Linked DNA regions of Pan troglodytes: region 1 is linked to region 2. A link is a contact called in public Hi-C data. All regions are on one chromosome and are shown on one strand. The core of a region is the stretch at or near the end of the contact, and the rest is flanking DNA. Distances in the headings are between cores, read along the strand shown.

Region 1 (4,588 bases), core at 1,831-4,330, 120 kb before region 2:
GAAAGCTGCTTTCAAGCCGGGCACGGTGGCTCGCGCCTGTAATCCCAGCACTTTGGGAGGCTGAGGCAGGCAGATCGCTTTAGGCCAGGAGTTGGACACCAGCCTGGCCAACATGGCGAAACCTCTCTCTACCAAAACTACAAAAATTAGCCGGGTGTGGTGGCACACGTTTGTAATCTCAGCTACTCAGGAGGCTGAGCCAGGAGAATCGATTGAACCCAGGAGGCAGAGGTTGCAGTGAGCCGAGATCGCGCCACTGCACTCCAGCCTGGGCAACAGAGCAAGACTCCGTTTCCAAAAAAAAAAAAAACCTCAGCTCCTCTCACTGGTCCCCTTTCCTCCCCAGGGCCGCACGGCACCTGTGCCCGCCGCTGCCCACACCCTGTGCCAGCTCCGCCATTGAGTTCCCTGGAGGGAAGGAGGTAAGGATGCCTTTTCTGATTCCAAGTCTTTTTATTGGGTGCACACGCTGGACAAGGGTTACGCATTAGCTCATTTTATTCTCTCCCAATTCATCAAGGTAAGGACTCCAAAACCAGTGCTCCATACCCCTTCCCATTTTAAAGACAGGCAGGCAGAGGTCCATTTCCTGGCACTAGAAACAGAACTCAAAGTGGCTTTATTATAAAGGGCACCTGATGGAAAAAATCCCAAGGGAATGGGCTTCAGATATGCCTGAATCCAGCGATTGGGGTCTATCTCGGAGCTGCCCGTTCAGGGTTCTTCCGCAGGCAGGCTGAGCTTTCTCTGATTGGAAGCAGGGTGTCCATTTTCCCCATTAACTGGGGCAAAAGTCTCAGGGCCATCACTGATTGGTCCAGCTTGGGTCACATGCCGTTCCCTGAGCCTATGGCTAGAACCAGAGGGGTAGGGAAGGGTCTGATGGGTGGGCTGGCCAGGGTCACATGACCATTGCTAGAGCTGAGGTGGGGTCACTGCACTGTCAACCACACCATCTGTGAAAAGAGGGAGGGAAATTTCCCAAAGACAGATGGGAGTGCTCTTCCTAAGAGGGGCTGAATGGGGGTCAGTGCGGCAGACTCCATCCTCAAATCGGTCTCAGGATATATGGAGTCTCACTCTGTCACCCAGCCTGGAGTGCAGTGGCGCCATCTCGGCTCACTGCAACCTCTGATTCCCAGGTTCAAACGATTCTCCTGCTTCAGCCTCCCAAGTAGCTGGGATTACAGGCGTGCGCAACCAAGCTCAGCTAATTTTTGTATTTTTAGTAGAGATGGGGTTTGGCCATGTTCTCCAGGCTGGTCTCAAACTGCTGACCTCAAGTGATCCACCCGCCTCAGCCTCCCAAAGTGCTGGGATGACAGGTGTGAGACACTGCACCCATCCAGGTCTCAGGATGTTAGAGAATTTAACCAGCAGTGACCTGGTCCGTTCCATCCTGCTGTGGATGGGAAGTAGAGCTCTGCTCACAGCTGTGGCCCTACCCTCCCTCTGCAGACTTGGCAGTGGATCAACCCAGTGGACTTCCAGGAAGAGGCATCCCTGCAGGAGGCCCTGGTGGTAGAGATGTCCTGGGACAAAGGCGAGAGGACTGAGCCTATCGAGAAGACAGAGCTACCTGAGGGTGCCCCTGAGCTGGCCCTGGATACAGAGTTGTCCTTGGAGGATGGAGACAGGTGCAAGGCCAAGGTCCTGGGGCCCAGTGGGCCAGACGGTCAGGGGTGCAACCCTGCCCGGGGGGTGGGGGGGCTAGACGTCCATCGCTCCTGGGATATCAGGACCTGGAGGCCTGAGGGAGAAACGAAAACATCCACTTTGTCTTACAGACACGAAGAGCGACTATCTCAATCACAACGGCTGGTTATTAAGCACTTATGGCATACCCAGCCCATTCCATCCACTCACATGATTCCCTACCAAATCCCTACAACCACCCCCTGAAAGGAACCATGACTGTTGTACTTTACAGATGTGATCGTTGAGGCTCAGAGAGGGTGAGTGACTCGCCTGAGGCTATGTAGCACACACAGCAGTCACATTTGGACCCAAATAACCCAGAGCTCCTCCAGGCTCCAGTGCACCTGCCTCCTCTCTGCCCCGCGCCTGTTGCCACCCATCCTGCGGGGGGAACCCTAGATGCTGCCATGAAATGGAAGCTGCTGCACCCTGCTGGGCCTGGCATCCGTGGGGCAGGAGCAGACCCTGCCATTTACCTGTTCTGGCATAGAATGGACTGGGAATGGGGGCAAGGGGGGCTCAGATGGATCCCTGGACCCTGGGCTGGGCATCCACCCCCAGGAGCACTGGATGGGGAGTCTGGACTCAAGGGCTCCCTGCAGCATTGCGGGGTCTTGTAGCTTGGAGGATCCAGGCATATAGGGAAGGGGGCTGTAAACATTGTGGGAAAAATGACGGTCCTCCCATCCCACCCCCCACCCCACCCTCACCCCCCTATAAAATGGGGGTGGTGATAATGACCTTACACAGCTGTTCAAAATCATCGTAAATGAGCCTCCTCTTGGGTATTTTTTTCCTGTTTGAAGCTTGAATGTCCTGCTCAAAATCTCAAAACACGAGCCTTGGAATTCATTCATTCATTCATTCATTCATTCCACATATATTTATTAATCTCTTCCTCTAGGTCTCCTCCAGGAGCACCTAATCTGGGGGAGACAGAGCCGGATGAGAGCTTGGAACCCTACTAAGTTAGGACTGAGCAGGGGAAGGGACGGCCTTGGGGGAGTGGAGCAGCCGGGCACTCCGGTAACAGGAACCGTGGTTTGCCCCCACGCTCCTTCCTCCTCACGCCCACCAACTCGCAGCAGGACCCTTGCCCTCCTTACACACCCTGAATCCTCCCTCTTTCTGCCCACACTGCCCCACCTCCCTCGCGTTCTGCAGCCGCCTCCCCCTGATCCCCACTGCGGTCTGAGCCGAGGTGTTGGGGGGGCTCCTGAAATCCCACCCCAGCCCTAGCGATTAGCGGGTAGTCCAGATTCTCTCCATGGCCACCAGGTGGCAACAGCGGCGCGCGTTTCCCCGGCCGGGCCCGCCCTGCCTCCTCCCACTGCGTTTGCTAAACAGACTTTTCCGGTTTCAGACAGAGGAGGGGAGTTAAAAAGCCCAGAACTACTGAATTTTGTGGCAAAAAAAGGATGAGACCTCTCGGGGAGAGACCCCTGGCAGCCAATAGGGCCAGGAGGCAAGAGGCCCAGGCCCCGCCCCTTTGGTCTGGGGGCCTCCCTTTCCCCATCGATGCATCTAGATAGGGAAACAGAGGCCTGGATCTCGGTGCCCCAGCCACACGGTGGCTGGTCAGAGTTCTGCAAATGCCCCCCGCCCCGCTCCGGATCTGTCACATCCCAGCTTCTGCTCAAGCCGTTCCCTCCACCAGGCATGCCCTCCCTTGAGCGTTTATCCTCCTTTCTTTTTTCTGAGACGGAGTTTGGCTCGCACTCAATGGCGCGATCTTGGCTCACGGCAACCTCCCGGGTTCAAGCGATTCTCCTGCCTCAGCCTCCCAAGTAGCTGGGATTACAGGCGCCCGCCACCCTGACCAGCTAAAATGTGTTTGTATTTTTAGTAGAAACAGGGTTTCACCATGTTGGCCAGGCTCGTCTTGAACTCCAGACCTCAAGTGATCCACCCGCCTCGGCCTCCCAAAGTGCTGGGATTGAAGGTGTGAGCCCTGGAGGCCCCTGGAGTTGGCCGCAAACCCACCCCTATGCACAGTCCCTTGGGTGCGAGAAGTAGGAGACAGGCAATGTTTACTGTGCAGCAGCTGGGACTTTTGCCAGAGTGCATGGGGAAGATGCACACCCTGCTTCCACTAGCGGGAGACTGAGCTGGACAGAGGGAAGCCTGGAGCTTGGAGCCTCTTTCCTTCCTACCGTGGGGATGCCTGTTTGAGAGAGGAGCCTGCAGGGAGGACAGCAGCACCGAGATGAAGCATTAGTTCCTGGATCCAGCCATACCTGAAAGCCAATATTTTCCATCTGGTTCCTCTTTTTAAAAAATATTTTAGGCCGGGCATGGTGGCTCACGCCTGTAATCCCAGCACTTTGGGAGGCAGAGGCGGGCTGATCACCTGAGGTCAGGAGTTTGAGACTAGCCCGGCCAACATGGTGAAACCCCGTCTCTACTAAAAATACAAAAATTAGCTGGGCGTGGTGGCAAGCGCCTATAATCCCAGCTACTTGGTAGGCTGAGGCGGGAGAATCGCTTGAACCTGGAAGGGGGTGGTTGCAGTGAGCCGAGATTGTGCCACTACACTCCAGCCTGGGCGACAGAGCGAGACTCCGTCTCAAAAAAAAAATAAATAAATAAATAAATATTTTATTTTTATTTTTTATTTTTTGTTTCTTTTTTGAGACAGGGTCTCACTCTGTTGCCCAGGCTGGAGTGCAGTAGCGCCATCTTGGCTCACTGCAACCTCCACTTCCTAGGATCGAGTGATCCTCCAGCCTCAGCCTCAGGCTCAAGCCTTGTTGCCAAGGTTTTGCCATGTTGCCCAGGCTGGTCTCGAACTGCTGAGCTCAAATGATCCACCTGCCTTGGCCTCCCAAAGTGCTGGGATTACAGGCATGAGCCACTGCACCCGGCCTCAGTTCCCTGTTTGATGAAGCCA
Region 2 (4,252 bases), core at 710-3,209:
CTGGGACTATAGGTGCAGGCCACCATGCCTAGCTTTTTTTTTTTTTAAGGCAGGGTCTGACTATGTTGCCCAGGCTGGCCTTGAACTCCTGGGCTCAAGTGATCCTCCCGCCTCGGCCTTCTGAAGTGCTGGGATTACAGGCCTGAGCCACTGTGCCTGGCCCTTCGTTCCTTTTTATGGCTGAATATTCCTCCACTGCATGGATACGCCACATTTTGTTTATCCATTGTCCACAGCTAGACATTTGGGCTGTTTCCACATTGGGGCTTTTTTTGTTTTGAGACAGAGTTTTGCCCTTTCACCCAGGCTGGAATGCAGTGGCACAATCTCGGCTCACTGCAACCTCCACCCACCCGGTTCAAGCAATTCTCCTGTTTCAGCCTCCCAGGCAGCTAGGATTACAGGCACCTGCCACCACGCCCGGCTAATTTTTGTATTTTTATAGAGATGGGATTTCACCATGTTGGCATGTGCCACCATGCCTATCTGATTTTTGTATTTTTAGTAGAGACGGGGTTTCACTATGTTGGCCAGGCTGGTCTCAAACTCTTGACCTCAAGTGATCCGCTTGCCTCGGCCTCTCAAAGTGCCTGGATTACAGGTGTGAGCCACAGTGCCTGGCAATTTCTGCTGTTTAAGCCACCCAGTCTGTGGTATTAGTTATGACAGCCCAAGCTGGAAATACAGACACTTTTCTCTGTGTGGTAAACACTCACTCACTTGCACACACGTCATTCAACAAATATGTACTGGGCACCTAATACGTGTGCGATGCTGGGGAAAGAGGTGGCACAAATGAGCTTTCTGCCTGCATGGGACTCCCAGAGAAGAGCCAACACATGCAATCAGAGTCCTAATAAGGACACGCAGGGCGCTGGGGAAGCCCGGAGAAGGCTTCTGATCCAGCCTGGGTCAAAGGGCTTCCTAAAGGAGACATCTAAGGAAAAGTCTGAATGAGTGGGGGAGAGCGCAGCCTGCACGCGGGATGCAGGAGGTAGGCTGGAAAAGGGGGCGACTTGTATTCCAGGGAGATGGGAAGGTGTGGAGGGCGTTAGAGCCGGGAGGCCCAATCTATGGGTCACACAAGCCCTCTGAGGTTAGTGAGGAGGTGGACTCCCCAGATGGCAGGAGCTGGGAGCCCAGGCGGGACCCAAGGAGTGGCTCAGGCTGGGCGAGGGGCACACTTAGAAGCGAATCAAGACCCATGGGGATTAAGACCCCACGGATGTGAAGGCAAAATAACAGAATACAAAATTCAACAATGCCTCCTCCAAGCAGCCCTCCCGGCTATCCCTTTTGAAGTCCCCCACCACTAATCCCCCTACAAGAGCCCGGGGGCGTCCGCGCCCAACTCTGTCCCTCTCGAGACCAGAAGCTGCCTAGGGGCAGTCCGGGGCCAGGTGGCCTGGAACATGCTGTCGCGTCGGGCTTCAGTCGTCTAGTCTGGAAATGGGCATCGCCCCCAACTAGGTGCGGTTCAGACTGGACGCCGGAAGTGCTCCCGCCTCCCAGCACCCCTCCTCCAGCCTTCCCAGGGGATGGTCCCAGGCCAAGCAGCCCCCGCCCCGCGCCTCTGCTCCCCCAACCCGGGTTCCGCCCGCGCCGCAGACGCTCCTACCTTCTTACCCCAGCGCCGGCCCGGTCGCGCCTCCGTGACGTCATCATGGGGCCTGCGCGCTGAGCTCCTGGCGGCGCGCACTCATTGCGCCTCGGTACCGCCGCCATTTTGGTAAAGAAAAAGATGGCTGGGCCTCGGACCCAAGCCAGGGTAGTCAGCCACTTCTTTGTCTCTTCAAAAAGAGGACACTTAATACGCCCTCATTCCCTACGCTCATTTAATATGTTGATGAACCAGGAGGGGCGGGCAGAGGCGAAAATCTAGAACATTGCCTTTACCAAGATGGCCGATGCCCGGATGAAAGATGGCAGCTGCGACTACACACGTGGTCCGGCGGCTTCAGCCTGGAGCGGCCCGGCCGCCAGAGCGCGCCCGCGGTCCATGAGGGGAGGTGGACCCAGTATAGCCCTGAGGAAGCCTCTCCGTAACTCTTCGCAATCCCTTAGCGCTTTAAAAGTGCTTTCCTAGTCCTGAGTCTCTGCGTCCCACTGGTGACGCTGGGGCGGGGCTAGGAGAGGGGAGATAAATGGGGCAGAGAAATTAACACACACCGCGCAGTCCAGGTGGGGAAACCGAGGCTCAGAGAGACCAGGAATTGAGTTTGGCCAAAATGTAACCGCGAGTACGCTCATAACCGCGAGTAGGCTCAAATTCCGTCTCTTGCTCCTGCCAGTGCCTCTTCCTGGATTGCTGACCTGCTCCCCACTTCTGCAATATTATTTATTAATTTTATTTAGAAATTAGGTTCAAGGCGCCAATTTGTCTTAGGCACTATACTTTAGATTTTCTGTATTTACTACTTCTCGGTGTCCTCAACAGTAAAAATGGCAGTATTAGGGGTCTAAGGTTACACTGGTCCTGACTGTGGAGAGGGAAAAGCAAATGCTTTGGGGGCAGTTCAGGTAGGAGTAGTTGACCACAGAGTCCATTCCCTAAAAGGCATCCCCCCAGCGACCTTGCTGGGACCTAAATCCCAGTGCGCGATGCACCTGCCCTGCTCTAACGCCTCCCCTGGGTTCCCATTGTCCCGCAAGACTCCTCCCACCTCCCACCCCATCTCCCTTGGCTTCCCTCATCCTCCCATTAGCTCTCTGCTCAGGTCGCACCAGCCCCCTTCTTACAAATTGCCAGGCGCAGTCTTGCCTCAGGGAGTTCCCCCAGGAATTTCCCAGGTTTTTCCGTGGCCAATTCCTTCCCTTCAGGCATGAGACAGAAAGGTCTCTGGTTGCAGGGGGCTTAAAGTCGGAAAATCACATGAAAGATTATTATCCTGGCTGGTCGCAGTGGCTTATGCCTGTGACCCCAACCCTTTGGAAGGCTAAGGTGGGAGGATCGCTTGAGGCCAGGTGTTTGAAAGCAGCCTGGGCAACATTATGAGACCCCATCTCGACAGAAGATAAAAACATTAGCTGGGCGTGGTGGCATGCTCATCCTCCCATTCAAGAGAATCACTTGAGCCCAGAAGTTGGAGGGTGCAGTGAGGTATGATAGCGCCACTGCACTCCAGCCAGCCTGGGTGAAGGAACCTCTCTTAAAAAATGCTAATAAAGGCCAGGCATGGTGGCTCACGCCTGTAATCCTAGCACTTTGGGAGGCCGAGCCAGGCAGATCACCTGAGGTCAGGAGTTTGAGACCAGTCTGACCAACATGGTGAAACCCTGTTTCTACTAAAAACACAAAAATTAGCTGGGCGTGGTGGCACATGCCTGTAATCCCAGCTACCTGGGAGGCTGAGGCAGGAGAATCACTTGACCCCAGGAGGCAGAGATTGCAATGAGCCGAGATCGTGCCATTGCACTCCAGCCTGGGCTACAGAGTGCAACTCCATCTCAAAATAAATAAATAAATAAATAATAATAAAGGCCAGGCGTGGTGACTCATAGCTGTAATCCCAGCACTTCAGGAGACTGAGGCGGGCAGATCACTTGGTGAGGAGTTCAAGACCAGCCTGGCTAACATGGTGAAACCCCATCTAAAAATTACCCAGGCGCGGTGGCATGCGCCTGTAATCCCAGCTACTTGGGAGGCTGAGGCAGGAGAATCGCTTGAACCTGGGAGGCGGAGGTTGCAGTGAGCTGAGATCACGCCACTGCACTGCAGCCTGGGTGACAGAGTAAGACTCTGTCTCAAAAGTAGTAATAATAATAATAACAATAAAATAATAATCGTAATTGTGACTAAAAGATGTGCCTGGGATTGAAATAGGGTTGTGGAGGCCCACAGCCTGGGTGATCAAAGAGGGCTTCTCAGAGGTGGTGGCATTTAAGGAGAGCTCTGAAGCTTGAGAAGGAAAGAGCTGAGTGAAAAAGAGAGGGAAAGTTGTTCTGGGCAGAGGGAACAGTATATGCAAAGGTGAGGAGGTGAATATAAAGTGAGGAAGAAAAAAGTAGCCCTGGACCACAGTCAGCTAGCAGTTGGCCTGGCAGTCACAGCTAAGCTGTAGAGTTTTTTGTTTGACCAAACCAATTTCACGGAATGTCCACATCAGACAGGGACACTCAGACCAGTGACACTTGGCCATAGAAAAACAAAACCCTTCCGTAATCGAGTCTTAGCACAGGTGAATACAAGAGCATTGTCCAAACCACAAAAATGGCCAAACCTCCCCATCTCCTGGCCAAAGGGCGTGACTGC

What was found. Hi-C and Micro-C count contacts between places; a contact is called where the count stands out from the background.
Region 1: a Hi-C map of induced pluripotent stem cells shows a contact between it and region 2, with 2.4 times the contacts expected there. The contact joins the enhancer-like site here to the promoter of CCDC124 in region 2. A contact is called at or near these places in 2 of 7 Hi-C or Micro-C datasets (induced pluripotent stem cells and stem cell-derived neural progenitor cells).

What each region holds. Positions count from the first base shown.
Region 1 is chr20:20,705,148-20,709,735 of NHGRI_mPanTro3-v2.0_pri, reverse strand. It overlaps IL12RB1 (interleukin 12 receptor subunit beta 1), which reads left to right. Exons shown (of 17, transcript XM_063800605.1): 15 at 347-422; 16 at 1,459-1,637; 17 at 1,931-2,550. The coding sequence ends at 1,943. Among named protein-coding and RNA genes, the nearest start is that of IL12RB1, 28 kb to the left of the region's middle. Within about 2 kb of position 3,080, at least 9 of the 24 cell types and tissues checked have an H3K27ac peak or open chromatin away from gene starts, as enhancers often do. A contact at or near this core is called in induced pluripotent stem cells, where this site is marked.
Region 2 is chr20:20,580,251-20,584,502 of NHGRI_mPanTro3-v2.0_pri, reverse strand. It overlaps CCDC124 (coiled-coil domain containing 124), which reads right to left and starts at 1,959. Exons shown (of 5, transcript XM_512503.8): 1 at 1,619-1,959.